Regions from separate parts of the Mus musculus genome. Here region 1 is linked to region 2. A link is a contact called in public HiChIP or PLAC-seq data. All regions are on one chromosome and are shown on one strand. The core of a region is the stretch at or near the end of the contact, and the rest is flanking DNA. Distances in the headings are between cores, read along the strand shown. Region 1 has its middle 19 kb from the start of Tiam1. Region 2 overlaps Tiam1 (T cell lymphoma invasion and metastasis 1).

What was found. HiChIP or PLAC-seq counts read pairs in DNA pulled down with a chosen protein or histone mark.
Region 1: a contact with region 2 is called in an H3K4me3 HiChIP or PLAC-seq map of bone marrow-derived macrophages, with 2.2 times the contacts expected there. The contact joins two enhancer-like sites. A contact is called at or near these places in 1 of 39 promoter capture datasets (the C10 cell line), 3 of 484 Hi-C or Micro-C datasets (CD4 T cells, CD8 T cells and Th1 cells), 3 of 115 datasets of contacts at active chromatin or transcription factors (the HPC-7 cell line, PVALB interneurons and bone marrow-derived macrophages) and 5 of 9 other capture datasets (adipose tissue, embryonic stem cells, liver and 2 more).

Annotation. Positions count from the first base shown.
Region 1 is chr16:89,977,524-89,983,010 of GRCm38.p6, reverse strand. It overlaps a transcript of Tiam1 not described here. Among named protein-coding and RNA genes, the nearest start is that of Tiam1, 19 kb to the right of the region's middle. Within about 2 kb of position 2,365, at least 18 of the 459 cell types and tissues checked have an H3K27ac peak or open chromatin away from gene starts, as enhancers often do. A contact at or near this core is called in bone marrow-derived macrophages, where this site is marked.
Region 2 is chr16:89,906,887-89,911,829 of GRCm38.p6, reverse strand. Tiam1 (T cell lymphoma invasion and metastasis 1) reads left to right here. Exons shown (of 28, transcript NM_009384.3): 3 at 3,115-3,283. Among named protein-coding and RNA genes, the nearest start is that of Tiam1, 51 kb to the left of the region's middle. Within about 2 kb of position 2,004, at least 29 of the 459 cell types and tissues checked have an H3K27ac peak or open chromatin away from gene starts, as enhancers often do. A contact at or near this core is called in bone marrow-derived macrophages, where this site is marked.

The DNA.
Region 1 (5,487 bases), core at 1,116-3,615, 71 kb before region 2:
CGACTTTATCCTTAGGGAGACCTTGGCATTATTCTCCACTTTGCTTATATTCTGCTAATAAGTGGATTTCCTGGTTTTAATTTTTTTTTCATAATTCACAATGTCATTTCCCAATTCTAATTTATTTGACTATCCTCATTTGTAAACTCCTTGTTCAAACCACCTGTCATCCTTTGATTTGAGAGCTGATCTTTTGGAATATTGACTTTGTATACTTTTGTTTATTGTCATGAGTTGATTAGGTAATTGTGTGTGTATGTGTTTGGGCAGATGTGCAGTGGGGCAGATGTGTGGGGGTTCGGTCTCTCCTTTTACCACATGGGCCCCGCAGATCAAGCTTAGGCTGTCCTGTCCTGCCTGGCAGCAGGAGCCCCTGGACTATCCAACTGTAGCTCTGGTCCTGTGGATAGTCCTATAAATCGTTCTTTATAACACTCTTTCAGAATTATGTTGTTTTCCCCCCTTATACGTTTCCTATTTATTTAAAAAACCCTCAGCCGGGCGTGGTGGTGCACACCTTTAATCCTAGCACTTGGGAGGCAGAGGCAGGCGGATTTCTGAGTTTGAGGCCAGCCTGGTCTACAAAGTGAGTTCCAGGACAGCCAGGGCTATACAGAGAAACCCTGTCTCAAAAAAACCAAAAAACCCTCTTCCTGTCACAACATTTATCATAGTTATATTAGATTACAAAATCTGTCTGCCTCTTTCTGTGTATATGTCTCTTTCTATATGTCTCTGTGTGTGTGTCTCTGTGCGTGTGTCTCTGTGTGTGTGTCTCTGTTCGTGTCTCTCTGTGTGTGTCTGTCTCTGTACTTTTATCTCTTACCAGAAAACACAAGGATTCAAGCATTTTAACTCTTTTTATCTTCTCCTGTTTTTTTGGTAATACGACACTGTTACAGATACCATTGTATCTTTTTCTTTATTTTTATTTATACCTGTAGCTGTAATTGATGTGGTCATACCTCAGCCTGTCTTGTTGTACTCCCGTCTGCTGAGGTGGCGTTCGGCTGGCCGGGAGGTTCATTTAGACCTTGGTTCATCGTCTCCTGCTGCTTCTTGCTCGTGTTGGGAACTTGGATTTTTAGCTAACCTCCTGTCTGGAGGGCATCGTGTAATTTTCCCCTCTGTCCCTGCCTTTTCTGACTCTGCTGTAACACTCAGAGCATTTGCGGCTGTATTCTATGAGGTTGTAGGACTTCGAGTCTGGCGGTTGCTGCATTTGGGACCATATCTAGCCTATTTCAGCCACCCACTTTTTTTTTCCCCACTCTGTGATAAACCTCTTTGTTCCATGTTCGCGGAGTTGGCCTCATGCTAGAAACCTATATGAACATAAACGTTGGCTCCTCCTACCGATGCCTCCTTACTGCTGGGGTTACAGGACCGTGCTGTCACCCTGTCCTTAGCTTCTCTCTCTCTCTCTTTCACCCCTCTCCCCACTTCTGTGCCTTATTCTATTTTATCAGTGATGTGAAAATGAGACATACTTTGTTCCCTCAACAAGTTTTTTTTTTTTTTTTTTTTGGTTTTGTTTTTTCAAGACAGGGTTTCTCTGTGTAGCCTTTGCTGTCCTGGAAATAACTCTGTAGACCAGGCTAGCCTTGAACTCAGAAATCCTCCTGCCTCTGCCTCCCAAGTACTGGGATTAAAGGCATGAGCCACTATTACCTGGCTTCAACAAGTCTTTTTATCTTTAGGCTCCATGACACGCCAGACACTGACATCAATCTAGGTTCTTGGTCATTGGAAATACAGAGATTCTCATCTCTGTAGATTGCTTCTAAACAATAAAAACCTGTTCGCTACTGATTAGTACCCACTGTTGGTTATTTCTTCATTTTATATTAATAACCGAATGACCTAGGCTATAAAGAGGTGGTGGGTGTTCCTGACAACGTGACAGAGTAGCTTCTCTGGGTGGATGGGCTATTCTGAGGGGAAGAGGAAGAAATTTGGGGACTGCTTGATGAAGACGTAAAGCAGGCAGGCATGTTTGAGAAAGAAAGTGTCCAGAAAGTTCAGTCGCATCAAGTGGGGCAAGTGTGGCTTCCTTGGCAAGAACAAGAATGGGAGGGACAGGAGACATAGGCAGAGAAGCAGTGATGGTGTCCAGCTCTACAGGGCCTGCTGAGGCTCTTACCCCTGAGCAGAGGAACCATGGATCCAACCCATGGTTTTAGAGATCCAAGTAGAGTGGGCTGCAGAGAGCAGAAAAGAAAGGGAGACAGCTCCCACCCCCACCCCCATGAAGAAGCTTTTGTATAATTCTGTAGAGAGCGTCCTGGCCAGGTTCTGCTGACTGCAAAGTACGGAGAAAAGAGATTCAGATTTGCTCCTTTCTTTGAAGAGGGTGCAATAGAATTTTCTGACTAATTTGATGTGGGTTGCGAAAGAGATGTGCAAACCGCTCCTCGCTGCAGTTCAGCCTGAGCCACTGGGAGGGTTGAGTTCCCCTTGCTGGGCTGGGAAGGTTGCCTGGAAGGAAGGATTAGCTCACACTTGGGTATCTGAACATGGTCTCATGCAGGGAGAGGCAGTGTCCCGACGCCTGTGGAGAGATACCAGGAAGTCTTGGTATTTGATAGTCATGAGGCAGGCTGGGATCTCCGAGGACAGTAAGATGGTGACATTTAGGAGGAAGATCGTTCTCAGGAGAATCAGCCTTTTAGAATGGGTGGGGAGAGGATGCATGCTTGGGCAGAGACATCACACTGTTCTATAGGGCCACCTGTCAGTGAGCTAAGAGCACCTGTCATAGTTGATCTCTGGATGCCTCTACCCCTCCTGATTCAGTCACCATGGGGTGCCCACTATTCATAGTCCTTCCCTGAGAGAGCAAGTCCTTCCCTGAAATAGGATCTGGGTCAGTGCGTATCCCATCCCGAAACACTGAGTGCAGACTGAAAAGGCAATCTTTGTCTTCTTGAGGCTCCAGAACTGTCCAATACGGAGAAGAGGAGTCAGCAGAAGCAACTGGCGGGATCGAAGGATCATGGCGGCTGGCAAGGGCAGAAATCATAGCATTGTAAGTGCATAAGGTTGCGTCAACCATGGCGAAGATGGAGAGGAAGAAGCATTAGGTTTGCCACTTTGTAGGTCGGAGAGGAACATGGCAGTGGACGGCAGTCTAGATGCCTTGGAGTCAAGAGAAAGGGAAAAGAATAGGGCCCAGTTGACAATGAGTGTGAGGTCTATTCCTGGTTGTCCACTTGACTGCTTCTGGAATGAAGTATAGTCTATAGATGGAGGGACGCCTGTGATCCAGAGCTTGAGGCATAGCAGCCAAGAAAAGCTTAGGCCCAGGCAAGGTTGTACACACCTTTAATCCCTGGAGGCAGAGGCAAGCAGATCTTTGGGTTCAAGGTCAGCCTGGGACAGAGCAAGTTCCAAATTCAGGCCTGGTGGTACACACCTTTAAGTTGGGCCGTATCTTCTGCTGGAGGCCTACATAAGGACAATGGAAAAAGGAAGCATTTCTTCCTTGTCTGGTTGCACTTATGTGCCAGCACATCTGTTGGAACCCACTTCTTCAGGATTCCAGTTTATACAGAAGATCGGCTGAAACACCTAGCCTTGTGGGACTGAGCAACTACTAGATTCTTGGACTTCCATTCATAGCTGCCCATTGTTGTGTTAACTGGACTGCAGCCTATAAGTCATTCCATTAATTCCCCTTAATCTATAGAGACATTCCATAAGTTCTGTGACTCTAGAGAACCCTGACTAACCCAACAAGCAACCCCAAGACTTTTTGGATGAGAAAGCAAGAACAGAGCGATTTGTGTATTTATAATTTGAGCACACTGAGAACGATGTGTGGAGTACTGATTGAGTCTGGGTGGGGTGGGAAGGAGTCTCAGTTGGTGAGTCTGGCTCTAGATATGATTGCTACCTATGTGTACAAGAAGTTGGGAGTGTGTAGATGCAGACAGAGCCTTGCTGGGGGCTATGTAGCCTTTCAAGTTTGTGGAAGTCACTCTGAGTTTCTCCAAGAATTAGATAAAAGGTTGTCTGCGGACAGAAGAAATGAGAAAAAACGCCTGGAGATTTGGGTAGAAAGAGAACATGTAAACTTGATCAGTGTGCAGGTTAAGAAACTGGAGATTTCCAGGTGACTGCTAATGACTTTTAAAGACACACTTGACATTAGTGGTTTCCGATCGTGAATTTTAAGTGAGCCTGTGACTGTGCACATGTGTCTTTTGTTTGCCTCCGATTCTTTTTTTTTTTTTTTTTAAAGCCATAGATAACTGTCTGGGTTCAGGTGTGAATGAAAGTGGTCTGTTAAATTTAATGAGTGTGGGTTTTATGCCAAAAGGGTCTGATTGAAACACAGCTGAGCAAATTGAAGGAGGGGATTTTAAGGCTAGAATACAAATACAGTTTCTATTTTCCTTCTTTCCTTTTATTATTATATATGTATGTTCAGTCTCTTAAGGACTTACTTTTAATTCTGTACGTGTCTCTCTCTGTGTGTGTGTGTGTGTGTGTGTGTGTGTGTGTGTGTGTGTGTGTGTAGGGGTATGCTCACTGAGCGCAGGTGCCCATGGAGGTCAGAAGAGGGCCATACATCATCCTAGGCTGTATCCTTGGACAGTTGTGAGCCATTTGCCATAGATGATATTGGGAAGGAGTGTTTCTGGTGTCTCTCCCACAAAAATAACTCAGCAAGGCAACTCAGCTTTCAGAAAGGTGTACGGTGACCAACCCTGGGTAAGCAGGCACACAAGGTGGGCAGGCCACTTGGTTTTTATCCTATAGGAGGGTGGTGACTGTCTCACCCCACGGTGAGAGCATAGCATCACAGTCTGATGTGATTGGCTAATTCATGATGGATGGGATGTGGGATGGTGAGAGAGAGAGAGAGAGAGAGAGAGAGAGAGAGAGTTAGTTAAATATTAGGAAATACTAGGTGTGGTGATCTTCTCAGGTCCTGGTGGACCTCAACCCCCTGCAGCTGTGAGCACCATGCACTCTCTGCTCTAGAGAGGAGTGTGTCCTAGAGTCTTACCTGTCGGCCATAGGACTGCAGGACCAGTAGGGACTCGCTGCCTAAGACAGGTTTTGTAAGAGAGCCTGTAGTACTTGCATACTGCTTAACTCCATACTGCACTCCACTCTGTTACCATTTCGATTTATGCTATGTGGTTGCTTTGACAAAGATGGTAAGAAAGTCAAGTGGTCTTTGTCTTGATGAGGTCACCAACCAAGATGGATACAAAGCCACATGGTTACTATCCTCCATCAGAACACAGCCCCTAAATCTCACAGATTAAATGTGGACAGTGCCCCTTTTTTCTTTAAACAACAACAACAAGAGCAACAGCAGCAGCAACAGAGTAAGAAGTGATCTTGGCACCCCTTGTTCACCATGGAATAGGCTGAGACCCCCACAGACTTCTGACCCTCTGGGTTGGATGGAAGCCTTAGAAATCAACCTGTTAGAAAGTTGTTACTTTCACACCTTGGCAGCCTTGGGTGGTG
Region 2 (4,943 bases), core at 755-3,254:
TACACACATGTACACACATACACACATGCACACACATGTACTCATACACACATACACAAACATACATATACATGCCTGCACATATACATGTATACACACATGCACACATACATGGATATACACATGTTCATACATACACAAACATACACATATACACACTTATACATACATGCACACATACATGCACACGCACACACAGTCTTGCACTCATCATGGCACATGCGTGGAGCTCACAGGACATCTTGTGGGAAGCGGCTTTCTCTTTCTACCCTGGCCACCCCTGTAATCAGACTCAGATCTTCAGGCGTGGTTGCAGGAGCCTTTACCTGCTGAACCATCTCGCATGCCCCTCTGTTTTACATTATTTCTGTACGAATGTCGCTCCAAGTCTTTAAGTAACAGTTTAAAAGAAAAATGAAAACTGATGAACTTTCTTTATTCTTTATTTTTTAAATACTAAAACGTTCTGGTGTCCTAGATCAGCTGTCTGATCTATCCATCCCTTCTGCCCGTCTGTCTGTCTGTCCCATCCATCCCATCTACCCCATCTACTGCATCCTGATTTGGGAGCTAATATGAATAATAAAATCTAAATCTTCTTGGCATTTATTGTATATGAGATAAATGTTCAGAAGTTTGACCCTGCCCTACCCGTCTTCTCACGTTTAGGTTCTGAGAGGAAGGAAACCTGGTGGTTCTCAGTAATTGACTCATTGCAGATGTTTTGGGCATATCAAGGGCAGAGGAAGAAGTAACACACTTCTACAGAATGCATCGAGTGAGAGGCTGGTCACTGCAGCTAGGTTCCTCGAAGACAGGTGCAATGCTCTTTCCCGTGCACAGGGGTTCTTGGAACCTGCAAAGAAACACAGGACAAAACAATAAAAATCCCGAGGCAAGCAAGCCTCGGGGCATCCGGGTGGAGCAGCCCAAGGGCTTAGGAAAAGCCGTAAACACAGAGCTTCCGAGATGGCGGCTTCATCATCATCATCATCATCATCATCATCCCACAGGGCTGGGGCAGTTGGACTTTCAGCCCTGGGTACTGTTCTCCACCGCCTGCGCAAACTGGTCATTTGATACCTGGCACGTAAACTGTTCAGTGCATACATAGGTGATCTACTAGCCCCTGTTTCAACAGCCCACCCATCCCCTAGGGTGCTCCTTCTGGTCTACAAAAATTCAACAAAGATAGTACACGTTTAGCAGAACCAATCACCAGATAGGCAGCTAGTGGATTATGTAACGTAGATGATCTCATTTAATGCTCACAACAACCCAATAGTCTGCAACTATTATTATCCCCAGTTTTAGATGGTGGATTAACAGTCTGCCCCTAATCACACTGCTAGTGAAGATTCTACTTGCAGAGCCAAGTTGTGACGACTGCATGCAGCGGTCCCAGGCACAAACTCCCACCCCTGAGCTTGGTGTGTAGCCGCCTTCTAATTATCCAGAACCCTGTGAGTCTCAAGGCTACCAGCACACATTCCCAAGGTCACCGTGGTGTCTGGTCACTGCAGCCACAGTGAGTGCTTGCTGGCACATTGTGCTCTTAGCTTTATCTGCTGATTACAAAGGAACAAGCATGTGTGGGCTCCGTTCTAGGCTACCTCAGTGTTTCCATTCCACAGACAAGGTAATGGGTACATTTTTTTCACCTCCTAAAACCAGGGGGGAAATTACCAAACAGGCTCAGTGTCCTTTCCCTTTGTGTTTCATGAATAACATCCTATACTTTTATCTTTTTCAGCTAGTTCTTTTGTTCGGGTCTAGGAAGAATGTAGATAGAAAACATTTTAATTCTGGTAGATAGGATAATTTGTTTTTAAGGATGAGAACTGCATTCTCAGCCTCCGTGGTGCAGGTGGAGGGACAGCCGCCTGCAGGCCGCTCTGCCAGCGAGGAGCCAGCCTTGCAAATCATTGGCAGCTGGCACAGTAATGAGTCCATTTCAATATAAATGGGCTGTTGCTTATTAATATCTGCCAGTTCCTAAGCGATTCAGGGGCTGCTTTGAAATTGGGGGGTATTTGCCGAGAGCAGTGGAAGGGGGGGCCTAGGAAAGGGGATGAACAGGCTGGCTGTGGGGGCAAGCGTGGAAAGAGCACGCGCCGTGGGCTAATAACGGGGTACGGCTAGAACTTCAGTTCCTTCCCCTGCCGACGTGAGTCACGGGCTTCATGGCTAAACAGCACGTTTCCCAAGATAAAGGAGAAACAAAACTCACTGTTCCATTCCGTGCGGACGTATAGGTTTATTTACTTCCTGCCTCCGCGTGGGCCCTTTCCACTCAGTTCTCTCTGTGTTCCCAGTCTGAGCTCTTGCCAGCTTGGGCTCCCATCTCGCCGAAACTATCAACTACCAACGGTGGGTGGCTGCAACTGGCCGGCAGCTCACAGAGGAGGGTCCAGTGGGAAGGGGTAACAGGCATTCATTCACTCAAAGACACTTCAGGCCTTTTTGCTAGGCTGAGTGTTTGTGGTTTCACCTCAGAAGATCAGCTTCAGGTGTTAACAATGAGAAGCCCGTTAACTGTTAGCACTGTCATTCTTGGAGCTCTTATTGTTGTTATTGTTATTATTATTAATTTTGCTAAATCACTGTTTATACATTTTACTTTCTTTCTTCTGCATTCTCCTTGTGAGCTTTATCCGAGTGTGATGTTTGCCATATTAAAGAAACACACAGAGGCAGGAAAGTTTGTGGATTGAAGTTGTACAACCCCCCCCCCCCCCCGATCCCCATCACGTATCATTTTCCTTGACTCTCTTTATCAGCGGAGTCTGTGAGGCTATGGAGGTTCCCTGTACCCTTCCCTTCCCTGTGAGACTCTTATGACAATGAACAATATCCCCGGAGGAACCTGCTCCTGTCAGCCAATGCCCGAATCCACAGCCCAGTCTGCAGGGTTCTCTCTGACCATCCGTACAATGCTGCTGGCACATCTGTGTGTCTCTGACCGAGCTGCCATTGTATATCTGTAGCTAAATGTTGTCTCTCTACTCAAGCATTGTATTTCTTCACATCAAGTTGACCTTAGAGAGTCAGTGAGCGCTTTTCTTTTCTTTTTCCCTTCTGACCATGGCCTTTCTGACTTCCTATCTCCTTCAGGTTTCTGGCACATTCTCCCAGACTCAGGTGAGACCCCGATGGGCACCCCGTGGGGCAGGTCCTGACACACGTCCCGACTCCAGCCACTGACACCATTGCCAGCCTCAGTCTCTAAATGCCACACCGCTCCTGGGGCCAGTTGGGCTGGGCACCACTGTTGCCTTTGAAGGTAGGTCCGTGCATGCAGATTTGAACCCCTGTGTGTCTGTGTGTCTGAGGAGGACTTGAAAGATGTTGTGACACATACAGTAGAGTACAGCCCTTGAAACTGCAATGCCTGATAGACATGATGGGACAGGAGTTCCCAGTCACTTCTGCAGCTTAGAGTTGCAGGTCTCTAACAATTGAGAGGCGTTAGCTTAACCCAAAATGCAATGGGAAGCTTGAACTGGTACTGTGAAGCCTTTTTCCTGTGTGAATCGCCCTCAGGGTCTTTTAGATTCTCACTGGCTTTAGATAGGATTATGCTTGTTAAAAGAAAAAAAAAAAAAAAAAAGCAAAGCAAAGCAAACTGGGTTCCCAAACCCAGCCTCAAAACAATGATAGATTCCTGCTCCGCGTTGTCTTTAAAGAGCAGAGATAAATACAGTCACAATACTAATCTAAATTGAAGATCATTGCCTCTCTGCTATAAAGCTTGTTTAGTTTCTTGGGTTAAGGGTATTTATGTGTGACTTGGCAAAAGCTCTGCTCAGGCATTGTATTGAATTAGTACAAACTTTCAAAGCTTCATTTCAGTTTAATCTTAGCTTCCCCCCAGACCCCCCCCCCCACCTCCCCAGCTTCAGGCACCGCATCCAGTAGGGAAAAAACAGGCTCGAAACCAAGACCTCCCACCAGAATCTAATTTTAAATTTGCAATCTGTTGTCTTGTGATTTTTCCCCCCTCCCGCTTCAAATTTAACTTTGAAATAAATACATCTCATCTTTGCCACTGCAGCCTCGGAGGTCTGTCTTCCAGTCACGAAAGGGTAATCGCTGCATTTATTTTAATAAAATTCTTGATACCACGGGGGAGTGGAAAGCGATGTTAATAATTTTAACTCACATCCACCGTCAGCTGGCTCATGGATGGGGCTCGCACAGCCTCCATCCACAGAAATGAAATGTGGCTTGTGCAGTTAACTTTTGACTTCAGTGAGGCAGGAGTGGGATTTATCTAATGTAAATTACAGACCTTGCAATCCAGTTCATGCTTTGAGACCATCTGAAGGGTGAGCAGGACTGAAATTTCTGTGAAAAGAAGGTGCGTGTACCAGGACTGCCCGCCTCCATGGGACCATACAGCAAAGGGGAGGGGCGACATGGTGAGGTCCAAGTAGAGGGATCCGATCCAGAGATCCAAGTGAGGGAGCGTCTTCCTTAACTCAGATATTTGCCCAAAGCCATCTATTCAGAGTTTACATTCTATTGTAGCTGTCTTTGTAGTGTGACATCATTACTCTTTGAAATTTAAAAAAAAAAAAAAAGATTGGCTTAAAACTTGTTGATATGTTTCGTTTATTTGTCTTTCCTTAAGAAAGAAATGTAGTGGCTGGAGTAGTGACTCATCCCTTAGGAGCACTGGCTGCTCCTCTCAAGGACCAGAGCTTTGGTCGCTGGCATGAAAATGACAGGCGACTCACAACAGCCTGTTACTCAAGCTCCAGGGCAGTCTGCTGTGTGTGTGTGTGTGTGTGTGTGTGTGTGTGTGTGTGCGTGCGTGCGCACGGGCAAGCACACAATCACATAAACACACAAATAAAAATAAACTAAGTCTTATTTAACAAAATGGGTTGTGTGGGGTTGTAGCTCAGTGGTAGAACACTTACCTAGCCTAGTGTAAGATC